Regions from separate parts of the Zea mays genome. Here region 1 is linked to region 2. Evidence: chromatin contacts called from public Hi-C data. All regions are on one chromosome and are shown on one strand. The core of a region is the stretch at or near the end of the contact, and the rest is flanking DNA. Distances in the headings are between cores, read along the strand shown.

What was found. Hi-C and Micro-C count contacts between places; a contact is called where the count stands out from the background.
Region 1: a contact with region 2 is called in a Hi-C map of leaf, with 5 times the contacts expected there. The contact joins the promoter of LOC100285824 here to the promoter of LOC100280918 in region 2. A contact is called at or near these places in 2 of 25 Hi-C or Micro-C datasets (leaf and tassel).

The regions. Positions count from the first base shown.
Region 1 is chr2:165,218,127-165,222,076 of Zm-B73-REFERENCE-NAM-5.0, forward strand. LOC100285824 reads right to left here and starts at 2,439. Exons shown (of 13, transcript NM_001158714.3): 1 at 2,146-2,439; 2 at 935-1,124; 3 at 624-794; 4 at 345-520. The coding sequence starts at 2,307.
Region 2 is chr2:164,604,564-164,608,656 of Zm-B73-REFERENCE-NAM-5.0, forward strand. It overlaps LOC100280918 (ADP-ribosylation factor 1), which reads right to left and starts at 2,315. Exons shown (of 7, transcript NM_001371433.1): 1 at 2,210-2,315; 2 at 1,747-1,922; 3 at 844-914; 4 at 234-353. The coding sequence starts at 1,894.

The sequences.
Region 1 (3,950 bases), core at 1,189-3,688, 610 kb after region 2:
GTATGTTTCTGCTCACAAATTGATATTATGGTGCTGACAAAAGTAAGCATGGCTAACCTTGCAGGAACAGTTTTTGCCATGGGCCATGGCATTTAAAATTATTAGATTTAAACATGTAGCCTTTACCATCCACATCCACAATATTGAGTTTTTGAGTAATAATTTTGGACAAACATACACCTAAATTTTGATGATCACAAACATACATAAAGGTACTGCTAAAGTTGATTGATAGCATCACTTATTCAGGTTTCAAAGCTAAAAATCTAAAAGTACAGAGAAGCAAACATTTCAAATCACATTAAATTGAAAGTACAAACATAAATAATTCCTGAACGATTTACCTTTGCATTCCAGTTTATCTGAGCATGTTTCCCAGATACTTCAGAGTCCTTTAACACTAAATCACTTGGGGGAACCCTTCCAAGAGTTATTGGGAGCATAGAAGGCCTACTTGACTGCCGAGAACAGCTTATTCCATGAGATGGACCAGCTATGACCTCTAAATCTAGGCTACTATCTGCACTTCTAACAAAAGATTGGATGAAATGGGCATACAAATGCCAACCTTTGCAAGCAATGGACTATTAGAATGTCCAAGTCAAGTTTGAAGGATAGCTTACGATATGTACTATCCTTCAGAGGAACACTTCCATTATGATAGTCATCTCCAGAAACCCTTCTGTGCTTCTGAGCAGGTGTTGTCAATTTTGCTGGTGATGTCCGTCTTAACGTGCTTCCTAATCGAAACTCTTCAGAAGTATCATTTTCAATATTGATTACATGAGTTTCTCCTACAAAATCAGTATCAGTAGTGATTCTCAGTAACTGGAAAATTGTTTTGTCAATCAATAACTAGAGCAATTCAACAAGACAAGAACATAGCTGATATTCCAACAAGGCTATTAAATGGTTGGGGTATGATTATGCAAACCTTGTGTAGCACAACATTCATCTGGATAAGTCCTCCCTGTATCAGCAATTGCATGACTTCTAGGCGAAATGTTACTCCTATTTGATTGAATCTTTGAAGGTTCTCCTACAGAACTTCCAAGAAAATAATTACTTTGTCTAGAGTGATCGTCCCGATTTTCGGAAAGAAGAGGCCTATCTATATCCTCCTCCTGCAAGTGGAGAGTGTAAACCATTGAGACACCAATACAAGTACATCTGCGTTGCAATTAAAGAAAAGAAGAGCTTGATGTAGATCATGTAGTGAAAATGCCTCAGTACACAATTACATTCCAGTATAACTAGTTATCGTAAGCATTGCATGAAAGGCAAAGATCAATTGATGTGGCTAGTGGCTACCACTCCACAGAAATTATTAAGGAAAGTGCCAAGTCTATGGCTAAGACCATGCATATTGAATTACTTTCGGCACAGATTTTTATTTCCTTTTAGTTTATGACTGATCTGCTTGTGTGAGGAAAGAAGTTCAATAACCAAAGCTCCTGCACAATAATATTGAAATGAAGAAAGCCCAAATTTAATACTTCTTTCAGATTCCTGATTAAGTTCCATTGCCTAGCTCACAGAATCCAGCATGTTCTGGTGCACGGAGAGGTAGAAATCAGCTAAAATGTTTCTTCTCATTAGGGAGTAGATTTTGTTTTTGTCCGCTTGGGAGCTAGATACTAATCATTTATCATGGTCCATCAACTACGAAAATACAATAAGCAATGATTTGATACCATGATCACCGAACAACAAAATGTAACAACAATACTTTTCTCACGCTGCTGACCAATTAATAGCGATCGATGCCAACGCAAGCAGCAACTACAGCGGTACAGCCTAATCAACCTTAAGCATGCAACTACAGTGGAACACATCAAACAGCCTCAAACCATCAATGCGATATGTATCTACAAGACTACCAGATTAGTCAAGAAAACGAGCCAGAAACAGAATCACGAACGTTTGAGGAAAACACACAACGAAAAAATGCGCCGTAAGAATTCTCTGCTAATGGCGCGGCACCAAGAACGCACCCCCCCCCCCCCCCCCCAAAAAAAAAAAAAATCGACCGGTGATCCCTGTGTCTGTGTGTATTTTTCCAGGAAACACCGGGACCAGCGATCCGCGTCAAAAACATCGAGGTTTCGAGGCAACAAGAAGGGACAAGAAAGCTTGGATTTTGACCTGGACAGCGACCGGGGTCGAGGCCTCCGCCGCGGCCTGGAGCGGGCGGCGCTGCCGCCGCCACCACCACCATCGCCGGAAGGCGAAGACGACGAGGACGAGGACGAAGATGGCGAGCGCGGCTATGGCAGCGGCGACAAACACCAGAGGAGGGGCGGCCATGGAGAAGGAGAGGGAGAGGGGATCAGGGAAGGGGACTAAGATGGCTGCATCGCCATCGCCATTTCTTCGCTGTACGCGAGCGCGTGTTTAAGCTACTCTGTTGTCCGTGGGTTTCTTGGGGAGCCTATTTTTAGAAGGTAAAGCACATTTTGGGGGTTTTCTCGGTCGCTGGACACATGAATCTTGAGCGCCTGCCCACATTTTTCTTGCGAAGTTTTACTTTTCAGTTTCTTGTTAGGTGGTTTTATGATTGATCTTATTTTCAGAACAATTTTATTTATTTTTTGTAGCATTTTATATTTACAGCAAGTAGCATATAATTGGTTGCTGTTTTTAGACAAGTTTTTTAAGTTAAAACAATGGTTTCATAATATTGAAAATCGTGGTTTTTCTTTTCTTACATAATCTTAAAATCCATTTTGTTGTGCATACCTAGCTTCAGGAGGACTACATATAAAAGTATATGTATCTCATCTATGTCTCGTTTGACGTAGCTCGACTTTATTGGTAAAGCTATTATTTTGACCAAAGTTAGTTTAGATGTTTATTTGAAAAAACAGTTTAACATGATAGGTCAAAAGAATAAAATAACTATAATACCTTTCTCTATTTTTTTTCTTCTTCTTCCCATATCTCATGTTTTCCCTTCATGGTCTAGCTCCTCCCCAACACTCGTGACCTCATGTGAAAGAAAAAGGATGACCACCAGAGAGATAAATTAGGCTTTTCTAAAATTTCTCATAAAAAATAAATCTTAATCATAAACTCAATTTCACCTAAGTACCTAAAGATATGACAAAGTTTGCATCCTAATTTCCAACTCTATACTAACATGACAAATCTATGAATATAGATGCTTGAATTGAATTGCTCAAAAATAAATATGTAAAGTAAGGAAATGGTTGGAGACCTCAATGTTTTCTCGAGGTTATCGAGGGTCAGCACTTCCCAGTAATATTCGTTCGAATACCCACACAAGGGTGTCGCTCCCCCTTGGTCTAATGCTCCTGAACGGCAACGAGGACACTGGTGGCGAGGGGAGAGGACTCTAGTGGCTGGGAGCTCGAAGTGGAGTAAGCAGGGCGTGCGAGGATCGGGTTTTGTAGGTGCACGCCAATGATTGAAGGGGAGAGGGCACCTGTGGGAGCAGCGTGGTCGTTCACCCATTAAATACTGATGGACACACTCGGTTAATGTCGTGGGCATCTAGGGAGGAAAGAGGGGGAGCAAATGCTAGAGTGAATGTTCATGGTGTTCGTTGTCAGGTGACGTGCATAGTGGCAGTGTTCGAGTTGCACAGGGGCGAGATCAACGGCGGGATGTCCACTGGATAATAACAAGCACAACAAAGGGTTGGGGATGACACACGAGCTCCACACGTCAAAGGGAGACATGACGCGCATGCAAGGCAAGCGGTTGACAAAGCGGTCCCCTTTAAGAGAGAGTGGGTGTGAGCACGGGCATGGGCGCCTACTAGACTGAAAACATATGGCCTCGCGTGGCACTGTTTTATCTTTTTCCATTTTCCAAATTTGAATTTAGGTTTGATTTTCAAATTCAAATCAAATGCACTCCAAATCACTTCAAAATTTTACCAAAATTAGAAATATCCATAAAACATTTAGGTGAAGTTTGAGCTCATT
Region 2 (4,093 bases), core at 1,065-3,564:
ATAAAACCAAAAAAAACTTGCACAACTTTTCCATTGAAGAAGACAAATTATTTCTTGTTTGTTTCATATTCCATTTTTTCAAAGTTGCTGAAGAATGACATTCAATCAGCTTAACCGATTATGCACTCTGCCACGTGAATGACACCAAAGATGCAAAATTCAAAAACTTGCCACACAAAATCTTATTGATAGAAAGCAACAGCATAATAAAATGGTCTAGTAAAATGCTTTACCTCGTTCAGCATCCTGTGCAGCTCATCTCTGGCTTCAACAACACGGTCACGGTCATTGCTATCCACAACAAAGATAAGACCCTGTGTGTTCTGGAAGTAATGCCTCCAGAGAGGTCTGATCTGTTTTCATTAAACGAGTACAAGTCAGTCAAAATGTGATAAAACATGTAAATTACTGCATTAATATAGAGATGCTAAGGCTAAGACCAAGCACATTCCCATGTCTAAAAATTCATATGATGTCATAATGTTACGTTGTTAACAATCGGATTAGCCTAAGAAATCAAATAGAAAATAAAAAAGAATGGTGGCTCTTGGATTCTGGAAGAACAGGAAATTAGGTAGTGTTTGGTTCCGGAGCCACTTGGATAGAACGGCTCCGTCCCCAGAGGAACGGGTCCGTCCAAGAAATTCTAAGGAGCCAAATGGTTCAACGTTTGAGCATAATTTTCCATTTTTATACCCACTCCATCCTATATGGAACCAATCCAAACAACAACAAATTGAGAGCGGAGCTGCTCCATTCCACCATACTCCAGAACCAAACGCTACCTTAGAGAACATTATGTAGTGTAAATGGGTAATACAAAATGATGTTGGAGGGTTATACCTTGTCCTGACCCCCGACATCCCAGACCGTGAAGCTAATGTTCTTGTACTCAACAGTTTCAACATTGAAACCTGCATTTCAAAAAAAAACATTTATCTTGTAAGACAAAGAAAACTGAAGCATAAAAACAAAACACAGTAATGTCATCATATGATAATCATAAGAAAATAGGAATGCAGAACACAATAAACACTTTTGTCACCAAAATTTAATGATTGAAACTCAGTTCCTTTTTAGTGAAGCGCTCTACAACTATTGTAAAATATCATGATGTTGAAAACTTGCATTACAAGAAATACTGCTATTAATACATTGTTGCCCCATCATGCTTTACATTTTTTTCTTTCTTAATTTTTCTTCATCCTGATGCTAATGTCTAAATTAGCTTTCCAATAGTCCAAAAGCCAAAACAGGAGATTTAAACAACAGAAAGAAAACTGCAGTTTTCACTGGCTATAATAAAACAATAGTATTTTCAAGTTGGAACAATAGACCAAGCAAGAAGATGAGCATTTTATTGTGATCACCTAACAGAATTTCATTAAGCTATATCATATCAGAGTTTCTATAGACAGGAAACAAATATGATACATTAAAAGAATCCATGAAACATAGACAGTAAACTAAAAGACAATGAATTGTTCTCTAGAGTGATAGTAATTGCATTTTGTTCCATCCAACCAAATATGTGGGTCATTTCGTCATGATATGAACGGCTCATTGAATGGCCCCTGTAATCGTATTCAAGCATCAGGGCAAACAAACGATCATGTATCGTTTAACCCCCAACCACTCATGTATTTACAGATCGCGCATCGTACGGATCCATCATTTAACAGAGCATTCTTCACAACCTAATCGAACATGATCCAACAACGTTGGAAAGGCAAAAGTTGGACTCACCGATGGTGGGGATGGTTGTGACGATCTCGCCGAGCTTGAGCTTGTAGAGGATGGTGGTTTTACCGGCGGCGTCGAGACCGACCATAAGAATCCGCATCTCCTTCTTGGCGAAGAGCCGGCTGAAGAGCTTCCCGAACGCGAGCCCCATCTTCCTCCGCGCCCGCTACCTTCACCACCTGCAGAATCGTCAACCGTTCATTCATTCCGCGCTCAGATCTCCCCCAAGCCTAGCATACAAGTATACAACGGATCGCGAATCTCCCCGGCGCGTCCAGGCGACGGCGCCGCGGATCTGAACCGACCCGATCCAGACCCAACCGCACGGATCGGGCAGATCACACGCTGCCGAACGGAGATCTACCGCGCGCGGCAGCCGGAGATGGATCGGGAGCAGAGATCTGACAGCGCAAGGAGCTCAGATCTGGGAGAGGGTGGGGGAGGGATGGGTTAGGGGCAGGCTCACCGCTGACTGCGAAATCCGGAGGAGGAATGGTGGATCGGGGGCGGTGGGGAGACCTGAGGGCAAGGGGGAGGGGAGATATTAACGCCGCGCTTTGTGCCGGCTGGCGGGGTGGGGACGTGGGGTGGGGTGTGTGGGCTGGGCTGGGCTTCCTGATCGTTGCTGCCGTTGCAATTTCCGAATATCATTTTATTAACTAAATTTTGACTTATATACTTTTAAATTCTAAGTCGAAGTATATAAAAAATTTGGATCGGTTTTCATATCTCGCTTAGTATCCGGAACGGTAAATTTCACCAAAATCCGATGGAAACCGAGCGAGAAATTCTTCTCTGTGTCTAAGGATGGCAATGGGTACGGTTATGGGTAAATAACCGCGAATAATTATCCATTGGATATTGGTATGGTGGAATTTAATATCCGCGGGTACGGTTATGGATATAATAAGGTATCCGCGGATATTTTTTCGCGGGTATGGATATCCAGTATCCATACTCGTTACCCAATGGATATCTAACATGTGGGCCATCCGGATTTATATATTATCATAAATTCTTATTTTTCAATTTTTATCCATAACATGTTGTTTGGTGCTGAAATTATCATTTAATGCTATTAGAATGATAATTATTTTGAAATGTAATAAAATTGATGTTTGGTGTTTAATCCTAAAATTGTAGTGGGCGGGCGGGTAACGGGTATCCACTGGATAACGGATACCCGGCGGGTACGGGTATGGATACAGATCCATACCCACGAACGTTTATGGGTACGGGTATGGGTTGAGTTTTGTCTCGTGGGTATGGATTTGCGAACTATATATTCGTGTACTACCCGCCCGATTGCCATCCCTATCTGTGTCGGACCCGGACCTCCACTCCAACGAATGACTAGGATTGGTCCCAGTGGCATTCCGCGTTAAATCACCGACTGGTCCAATTTTAGTTCGTTTCGACTGCTTTTTGTGGGGATGTGGACATTTGGGTTCGAAGCACGAAAAATAACATGACCTATGCACGAACCGATATGATTCGGTTTGGGCCGATGTCATGGCTTATGAGTGGCCACGGGCACGATCCGTTTAAAATAGACATGAAATTGTCTATATAGAGGCACGAAAATATTCATATATTTATTAAATCGTACTTTGTTTCATACTTTCGTTTATTTGATAAAAAACACAAAACTAGAGATGTAGCTAGTTAGATGTTTTTTAAGCTTCGAATTAGAGTATGTGATGTAATTTTACTTTGTTATGAACATTAGACAATGAATTGAACTTACTAACTCTATATGGAGCTGGTTTTACTCTTTTCCTTCTAACAAAAGAATTTTTAACGAGGTAGTTATTTGGCACTTGTTTCTGATTGCTATATGATATCAAAAACAAGGCAACACAAGTTAGAGGGTTGAAACATTCTCCCTTTTTCATATCTCTTCTTCGAAGGGGTAGCTTCAAGGGAGAAGGAATAAATGAAGAATGTACGTGAAGTGAGAATGTATGAGATCGCGATGAAGAACGAAGCAAGGTACTCATCGTCATTCTTTTATTTCATCCTCCTTATCAATTGAATACACAAACGTACATTTGGCTTTACACAAGAGACAACTCGAAGGTACTTTAAAAGCTAAGAGAGGTGAATCTTAAGGCCCTCAAAAGGTGTTTTATGCATGACAGTGCTCACCTATTTATAAGGATGGGATGCAGTTTCATGTGGAATTACATACACGCCCACAAGGTTTACAATTATGATTTACAAACATCACGAGGTCATTAATGTCTTTTCCTTTCCTTTCCTTTCCTGTTGCACAAGTCTTCAACTTTTTTCCTTCGTTGTTACTGCACACAAAGCTTTTTCTATGCCGAGGTTGGCTTGTACCTCCGTC